Linked DNA regions of Canis lupus: region 2 is linked to region 1. The links are chromatin contacts, called in public Hi-C maps. All regions are on one chromosome and are shown on one strand. The core of a region is the stretch at or near the end of the contact, and the rest is flanking DNA. Distances in the headings are between cores, read along the strand shown.

What was found. A called contact is a pair of places that touch in the nucleus more often than the background predicts.
Region 2: a Hi-C map of blood shows a contact between it and region 1, with 1.8 times the contacts expected there. The contact joins the promoter of VAV3 here to the enhancer-like site in region 1. A contact is called at or near these places in 3 of 9 Hi-C or Micro-C datasets (amygdala and blood).

Annotation. Positions count from the first base shown.
Region 1 is chr6:43,906,295-43,910,867 of UU_Cfam_GSD_1.0, forward strand. No RefSeq gene overlaps it. Among named protein-coding and RNA genes, the nearest start is that of SLC25A24, 72 kb to the left of the region's middle. Within about 2 kb of position 2,112, at least 2 of the 20 cell types and tissues checked have an H3K27ac peak or open chromatin away from gene starts, as enhancers often do. A contact at or near this core is called in blood, where this site is marked.
Region 2 is chr6:44,056,388-44,060,549 of UU_Cfam_GSD_1.0, forward strand. VAV3 (guanine nucleotide exchange factor VAV3) reads left to right here and starts at 2,791. Exons shown (of 27, transcript XM_038541166.1): 1 at 2,791-3,049. The coding sequence starts at 2,846.

The sequences.
Region 1 (4,573 bases), core at 862-3,361:
TGCAATAAGAGTCGTTCCTGCTCAGTCAGATCTGCCTGCCCTTAAACAGTGTCAAAGACACCCCCTTTTACCCCTCACAACATCCCGTTCCCACAAGGCTCAGGGGCACTGTGCAAAGTGAGCCTTGGCAATACCCTATGTGTCCCCAGGGTAGATGTGCAAGATACACTCAGAGTGGTTCTGGGTTACAGAATTATCTTTAATTAGAGATGTTAAATTGCCAAAGTAAGAAAAGAGGGAACAAATGCCAAAAAAAAAAAAAAAAAAAAAAAAGTGAAGAGAGTATCATATCAAGGAAATAATTGCTTAATAACCCTTGTTGTACTCATCTAAGAATATGAACAGGAATAGTCTTTTTTGGTCTCCAAGCATTCAGAGCAGGCACCAGGCTCCTCTTGGACATCAGGAGCAGTTCTGAGGCTGTGCTCTCAAGCACATGGGTATGGAGAGAGGGACCTAGGAGGCCAGGAGAGCCTCCGGTTCAAAAGTGTCTTTCTGGTGTTCCCACTAACAAGAGTTTTTTCTTGGTTAACAAATAATCTACTCTTCGGCCTAAATCTGTTCATAATTTGTTTCTTAGTATAAATTATCTGCATTGGGATACTAGGAATTTGAGCTGAGGGATTGAGGAGATAATAATACTGATTATTGTTTACAGAGAACTAAACAAACTGATTCCATGAATTAACTGATGAGGATTTTTGGAGGTTGGTGCTAATATTATTCCTGTGGATTTCAAGAAGGTAAGTGACTTGCTTAAGGACATAGTCCTATTAATTAGCAGAGTCATAATTGGAACCCAGAATATTCTGACTTGAGAGTCAAGTCAATGCTTAAGTCTCATTGAGCACTTATGGGAAGGAAGGAAGAGATGATCTCTGCAAGGCCAGAAGGCAAGGTGAGAGGATAATGGAATAATAATGATAATATTAATACAGGTAGCTTCGGCTTATTGGGTATCTACTCCATGCAACTCATCTCATATATGTCATAACCTTAACCTCTCAACAAGCCTATAAGGAGGGCCATGTGATCTGTGTGATCTAAGAGGGGTTGCGTGACCATACTCAAAACTACACATGCCAGACAAAGGTGCCAGACAAAGATGCCTGAATTCCATCACCAGGATCATAAACTGCTGGTGCTATTTGGAAGACATGTTATTGGAGGCAAGAAGGGGCCTCAACTTCATGATTCCGGCATAAACCACCTCGGGAAGCAACTGAGACCCGAGGACTAGAGTTCTATGAAGTTTACTTTCCTATTCTGAATTTGTTATGTTTCTATATCTAAAAAGCCCAGAACCACATTTAGAGTTTAATCTGCATATCTTTTTTGGGGAGTTTTGGGCCTTGCAGGAACTCAATTTATATATGTAGCCTTGGACCCTGGAGGGAAGCTTGGGGAGGAATGGTAGGAGGAGGAACCTCTGATAGAGTCAGGTCTCCAGGGCTACCTGAGAGTGGGCTAATCTGGATGTGTGTCAACTTGCCTCATCTGCCCCAGACCCCCAGTTTATCCCCAAAAGGCCCAGAAATCCCCCAAACTTGCTTGAGATTACTCTGCCATGGTCATCATCCCAAAACCCTTATGAACATGAGCCCATGGGAAGTATGGAGGGTACCATAAGTCTCCTTTTAAAAATGTGCTAAACTCCTAGGGAGAAATACTGTGCAATGGTAGCTTTTCGTGGGTACTGAACCCAGAGCCTTGAGCCTCAGGTATTTGTTGCCAGGGGCTACAATGGACGGGCTCCTGTCACTGCTGCTGCTGGTATCTGAGCCCAAGCTTGTGAGTGGTCCAACTACTGCCTCAGTTCCTTCTTCCTGGACAAGCCCCAGTTCTTGCCATGCTACTCAAGTCCCAGCAGAGGGGTTGGGTTCCTCAATTTCCCTTGGTGTGTAAATGCTACTGAATGCCAAGAGTGATGCCAGGCCACACTCACAGATTTGGTAGTTTAATTAACTGTGTTTTCTGGAAGTAGAATTAGGCATGCTAATAAGACCTTAAATAAAATGTAAGCCAGGCTGTCTGATGAGAAAGTGCTTTGCTGACAACTTCATTAAACATATATGAGGAAGTGAATCAAGCATTTCAGCAGAGAGGAAATCCAGTAGACAGTGGGCAGGAAATAATAGGAACAGCAGCAGGGCTTAGAGATACATGAATATGAAGCATAGTTCTAAGGATGAGAATAATTGGCTTTGGCATGGATGCATGCCAGTATAGAGGATTAATGAGGCTTTGTTTATTCGCTCATTAAAAAAATATTTATGGAGCTATTTTGCCATCCCAGGTACTTTACTAGACAATGGAAAATATGATGAAGAACAAGAAGTGTCGACCCTCTTGGTACTTGCTAAGTCTAATGGGTTAGTATTACCAGGAATTTTTTAGGGAACCATAGGCTGGTAGACAATTTGGGCAAATTATTTACTAATATTATTTTTTAAAATCTTAATTTTGAAATGTACACTCAAAAGTGTATAAAACACAAATGTAAAGTTTAATGAAAAATAATAAAACAAAGACGTGCATAGCTGTTGTCTTAGTTTAAGGAACAGAAACTAAGAGCTCAGAAACCTCCTGTGAACCCCTTCCTAATTTAATTCTCATCTCAGCCCCACCCAAAGGAAACTACCCTGACATTTGTGTTAACTTTCCTTTTTTAGTTTTTCGGAACAATATTTTGGGACTCTGAGAAGTATGTAAGTGAATCTAAAGATCATTTTGGTGAGAATTAACTTCATTATATTAAATCTTTCTATCCAAGAAAATTGCATATCTCTTCTTTCACTTAGGTCTCTCACAGTCTTGCAATAAAGTTTTATATTTTTTTCAGTAAAATGTTTTACATCTTTTGTTAGTTTCTTTCCCTAGCCAAATGCATTTAAAAAAAAAAAGTATCTTAAGAACTTATGACTTCTTGACTGATTGATGAAGTTGCAGACCATTGGCATTTTTCTATGGGTTTGTAAGCAGGAACTGTTAAGCTCTATTACTAATAATTTGCAGCTGTTTTGGACTTCTATGTAGACAATCATAGGAGACGCAAACACTGACATATTTATTCCTTTTAAGACCGTTTTTGGTATCTTTTCTTGTCTTACTATACAGGCTAAGATCTCAGTAAAATGTTAAGTAGAAGCAGTATTGAATAGGCATCCATGTCTTGTACCAGATAGTGAAATGCTGAAAGCACTACATTTAAGTATGCTTTGCTATCAGTTATTTTTAGATATCCTTTGATAAGTTGGAGACTTTCTATTTCTAATTTCTTAAGGTTTTCTTTTTAAAATCATGAGTGGGTATTGAATTTTATTGATTGCTTTTCTTATATCTATTGAAATGATCATTTAGATTGCTTGATGTTTATTTTTAAGCCAAACTTTCACTCTGGGTATGGAATTTTGGCAGCTTCAGAATATGAATTGGGTAACATTTCTTCTTTTCATGTTTTGTGGAAGAGTTTATGTAAGATTAGAGTTATTTTTTACTTGAATATTTGGTAGAATTTGCCTGTGAAGCTCCCAGGGTCTACTTTTCTTTTGGGGAATGTTTTTAAATATTAATTAAATTTACATAATGGCTGTAGAAATATTCAGATTTTCTATTCAGTTATTGTTGGTGGGGACTTTTTCCCCCCTAGGAATAGTATGTTTCATCTGGTTTTCAAATTTACAAAAAGTTGGTCACCTTTTTCTAATCTTTGTATCTGTGTTTAAAAAAACCAAAATTCAAATCCCAGATAGGCACAGTATCTTTTCCCTGAGCCAATTTTCCAACAAAAGGGTTTACTGATTGCCACAGTGCTAATTCAACCTCTGTTCCCTACCACCATTATCATTTTGAAGGATTTGATCTCTGAATTCAAATGTCCATACCTTGACCAGATGTTTGCCTCAAAGCTGAGATTTTTAAAAAGATTTTATTTATTTACTCATGAGAGACACACACAGAGAGAGAGAGAGAGACACAGGCAGAGGGAGAATGGAATAATAATATGGAATTATAATAATAATATAATGGATATTATATATTATATAATATATGTTATATATTATATATTATATAATAATAATAAATGGAATAATGAACAATGGAATTGTTGGGTTATTATTATTGGAACACAATAATAATAATAATAAATAATAATAAAACCCGAGGTGGTTTATGCCGGAATCATGAAGTTGAGGCCCCTTCTTGCCTCCAATAACATGTCTTCCAAATAGCACCAGCAGTTTATGATCCTGGTGATGGAATTCAGGCATCTTTGTCTGGCACCTTTGTCTGGCATGTGTAGTTTTGAGTATGGTCATGCAACCCCTCTTAGATCACACGGATCACATGGCCCTCCTTATAGGCTTGTTGAGAGGTTAAGGTTATGACATATATGAGATGAGTTGCATGGAGTAGATACCCAATAAGCCGAAGCTACCTGTATTAATATTATCATTATTATTCCATTACCCTCTTCCTACCCTCCACGTAGGGAGCCCCATGCGGGACTCAATCCCAGGACCCCAGGATCACGACCTCAGCCTAAGGCAGACGCTTAACCGCTGAGCCACCC
Region 2 (4,162 bases), core at 1,541-4,040, 150 kb after region 1:
TAATGGGGAGTAGCTTTGAATACAAATAGCACAGATTGGAGGCCAATCACACTCACCCTGTTGTGAGAGCTTCATAACCCAGAAGAAGAGGGTGCTCACTGCCTTTACTCTTTCTTCATCTGTTAGGGAAGGGCACATCATTTGCAGTGTTTGTCCAGTGTCCAGTGGAAGGCTTGGCATTGGGTGAATGTGGGTGTGCCTCAGGAGTTAATGCAGGTCTCAGGGCAGTGGGTCCATTGAATCCTAATTCCCAAGGCCCATGTGCAAAACTGGCCTTCATGGGAACGTGGGCCGAGCACTAGCAAGGAGTTGCTACTGAACAGAATTTAGTCCTTATCCCCCCTCTGGTCATTGTCATGAGGTAGTAAGATTTTAAAAGAAAAGGACTTTGGCTGACAGGTCGAAAAAAGCCTGTTTTCATTATTGTCCAATTTCTGACCCTTTAATGAGTTCCACATGACTCGCATATTGCCACTAGCTCCTTGTTTACTTGAAGATCCCTGAACTTCTCACCTACTTTCTCTTCTAGGCCCTTCCATAGCTCTTCCTCTTGCCCTTCTCTCCACTCTCTGGTTCACTGCATTTGAGGAGCATTATGTTTTGAAGTAATAGTATATATATTACATTATATATGAATTGTAAAAAAAATTAAATACAATTTGGTCATTGCTGTATTTTTGTGAACTAAAAGCTATTGGTTCATATTTATGGAGGTCTTACTAAGTGGTCGGTACCACATGTTTTATGCATCATATCAGTGCTTCTCGGACTTTAGCATAAATACGTGTCATCTGGGGATCTTGTTAAAAGGTAGGCTCGGATTCATTCAGTCTGGAGGTAGAGCCTGAGAGTCTCCATTTCCACCAAGCTCTCGGGTGGTGCTGCAGACCTATAAACTGCGTTCTGAAGAGCAAGGTATTGTATTATCTGATCCTGACAACACTATCTATGAGGGATTATTTTTCCCATTTTTCATATATGGAAATGAAGGGTTAGAGGCATTTTCTAGAGGTAATTTTCTTAAGGTCATTTTAGTAGAACCTAGCCACACTCAAGCTCTAAGTCCAGCTCTGCCTCTTGATATAGTGTATGTTATCTGGGTTTTGGACATGTCCTTCAAATACCAAGGGTGATCTAATGTTACATAAATGGAATTTATGCTTCTAGGGCTTTTTTAAATGCAACTTCTTTTCCAATTTCTCTTTATGCAGGATCATGTATTACATGGTGATTTAGATGTGTTTTATTTCGTTTCTAAAAATACGTAGTTTAGTATGATTTATTTGCCAAAATTGTAGTTTAGGAAACATGGTGCCATTGATGTAATCTGGATTGAACACAAGGGGAAATTGCTGGGGAAGGATGCATGTGAGGAAAGGAAATCCTCCAGCTGATTTATTGTTTAACACCCGTTACACAGGGTGCTACGATTTTCACAGGCTAATGGAAAAGGACACAATCCCTGTCCTTAACAGATCAGATATACTTAAAATTTTTTTTCACCTTCGAATGAAATCAGATGGGTTCATAATAGAAAATTTGAGCTACCGAAGTGCCCTACACTAAGAAAAATCTAAAATCCCATTTCATTTTTTGTCTTTATTTTCAAGATTTAAAATACTACATCTGGAAAGGGAGAGCCACGATCACATGTACAGAACAGGGCGAGTTCAACGTGCTAGGCTCTTGCCATCAACAGCTTAAACATGGTTTCTGGTTTTGAGGGGCAGTGGGAGTAAAACGGGGCACCCCGGAGCCCAAGGACGGAGGGGACGTGCCTGCGCCTCCGGGTCAGCTCCGGGGTCCCGGGGCCCCGCACCGCGCTCGGCCGGCCGGCCTCGGCGCATGCGCGGTCGGCTGCCTGCGCTCCGGGCGCCCCGCGGGCCGCTGTCTGCCGCCGCCCGCGGGGCCGGGGGCAGAGCGGGCGCGGGGCGCGGGGGCGCGGCGGGGCGCGGGGTGGGGCGCAGGCGTCTCCGCACACTTTCCCGGTGTCCAAACACCCTTCCCAGCAACTAACTCGGAGACCGGGGACTTCTCCGCAGGAAGAGGGTTTAGAGGCCAGGCCGGGTAGGGGTGGGGGCGCCGATCCGTGGAACTTCAAGCGCTGCGTCCTCGAGGTGCCCTGGGCCCTTGTATCACTTCCTGGGGAGTCCTGGGGCCCCGACCGTCTTTCGCTGCCCTCGGACCCTTTAATAGAACGGCCGTCGCCCTCGAGGCGGGGGTCCGGCGCGAAGTCCGCAGGGTTGCGGTGCTCAGCCCCCCTCCCCGCTCCCCAACCCGGCGGCCGTCCCGACGGAAGACCTCCGGGCGCGCGCGTGTGTGCGCGTGTGTGTGCCCGCGCGCGTGTGTGCGTGTCTCCGCGCGTGTGCCCGCCTGTGTGTGCGCGTGCGTCCGTGTGTGTCTCCGCGCGTGTGCACGGGGGCGCTCCTCCAACCTGCGGGCTCGAGGTGGGCGGGGGCACCGGGTCCCCCCTCCCCCCCGCCCCGACCCCAGGCGCCCCCGGGGACTGGCGGCCGGCGGCGGGCCGGCCGGCGCGCTGGGCATGCTCAGTCGCCGGGCGCCGGGCTCGCGAGTCGGAAGCCTGTGCGCCGCCGCCGCCGCCGCCGCCGAGCCGGCCGGGGCGCACGGAGAGCGCGCGGGACTCGCTGCAGCGGCGGCCGGGCGGCGGAGCAGCCGGGCGGGGACCCGAGCCGAGCCCCGCGCGCAGCCCCCGAGCCGGCCGCCCCCGCGCCCCCGCGCCCCCCTCCGGGCGGGGGCCGGCCGCCGGCGTCGGCGGGGCGCGGAGGAAGCGCGGCCGCAGCGTCGCCGCCTGCCCCGGCCGGGCCGCGTCCCGGAGCCGTCGGGCATGGAGCCGTGGAAGCAGTGCGCGCAGTGGCTCATCCACTGCAAGGTGCTGCCCGCCAACCACCGCGTGACCTGGGACTCGGCGCAGGTGTTCGACCTGGCGCAGACCCTCCGCGACGGGGTCCTGCTGTGCCAGCTCCTCAACAACCTGCGGGCGCACGCCATCAACCTGAAGGAGATCAACCTGAGGCCGCAGATGTCCCAGGTAGGGAGGCCCGCGCCCGCCCCCCGCAGGCAGCCGCCCCCCAGCCAGACCCCCCAGCCGGCAGCACCCCGCAGCCGGGACCTCCCCCGCCGGCAGCCCCCCCGCCCCGCGCCGGGACCCCCCCCCAGCCGGGATCCCCCAGCCGGCAGCCCCCCCAGCCGGGACCTCCCCGCCGGCAGCCCCCCCGCCCCCGCTCCGGGACCCCCCCAGCCGGGACCCCCCAGCCGGCAGCACCCCGCAGCCGGGACCTCCCCGCCGGCAGCCCCCCCGCCCCGCGCCGGGACCACCCCCCAGCCGGGATCCCCCAGCCGGCAGCCCCCCCAGCCGGGACCTCCCCGCCGGCAGCCCCCCCGCCCCCGAGCCGGGACCCCCCCAGCCGGGACCCCCCAGCCTGCAGCCCCCCCAGCCGGGACCTCCCCCGCCGGCAGCCCCCCCGCCCCCGAGCCGGGCCCCCCCCACCAGCCGGGCCCCCCCGCCGGCAGCCCCCCCCAGCCGGCTAATTTCTTTGTGTAAATGCACACATCTGGGTGCGGGGCCGGGGCCGCCTTCGCCGGGGACCTCGGCCCGACGGGCTGCGGCGCGGGGCCCTGGCCGACGCCGGGTGGGTGCGGGCGGCGCGGGGCCCCTCCTGCGGGCCTCCCGGACGGCGGCGGCGGCGACCCTCGCCGGGTGCCCGTCCCCTCCTCGGTGCGCTCGGGAGTCGCGCAACAAAAGGAGTTTGCTCCGGCCTTTCTGTCACCGCTGCTGAGGGAGACACTGAGACGATGGGGGTGACTGCGTTTAGTCTGCTCTTTGCTTTGCGGCCCGTCCCCGTGTCTTCTTGAAAGAGGAACCACGACCCGAGGGCGAGCGTAGGAAGCGCAGGGCGTTCCGGGACCGTTACGCGTGCGGCGGCGGCCCTGGGGGCGGCGGGCGGTCCCGGGAAGCCCGCGGAGCCGGCGGCCAGCTGGCAGCCGCTGTTTGTGGCGCGCCCGGCCTCCCCAGCGGCGACGGGAAACGAGAAGTTTCGCTAGAGATTGTGCTTCCTTCACCCGGTGCTCGCCCAGGTGGCCCGGTGCAGCCTAGCGCCCAGGGGCCTCCTCCAGGGGTTTCACAGACCGAACCAACTCGGAC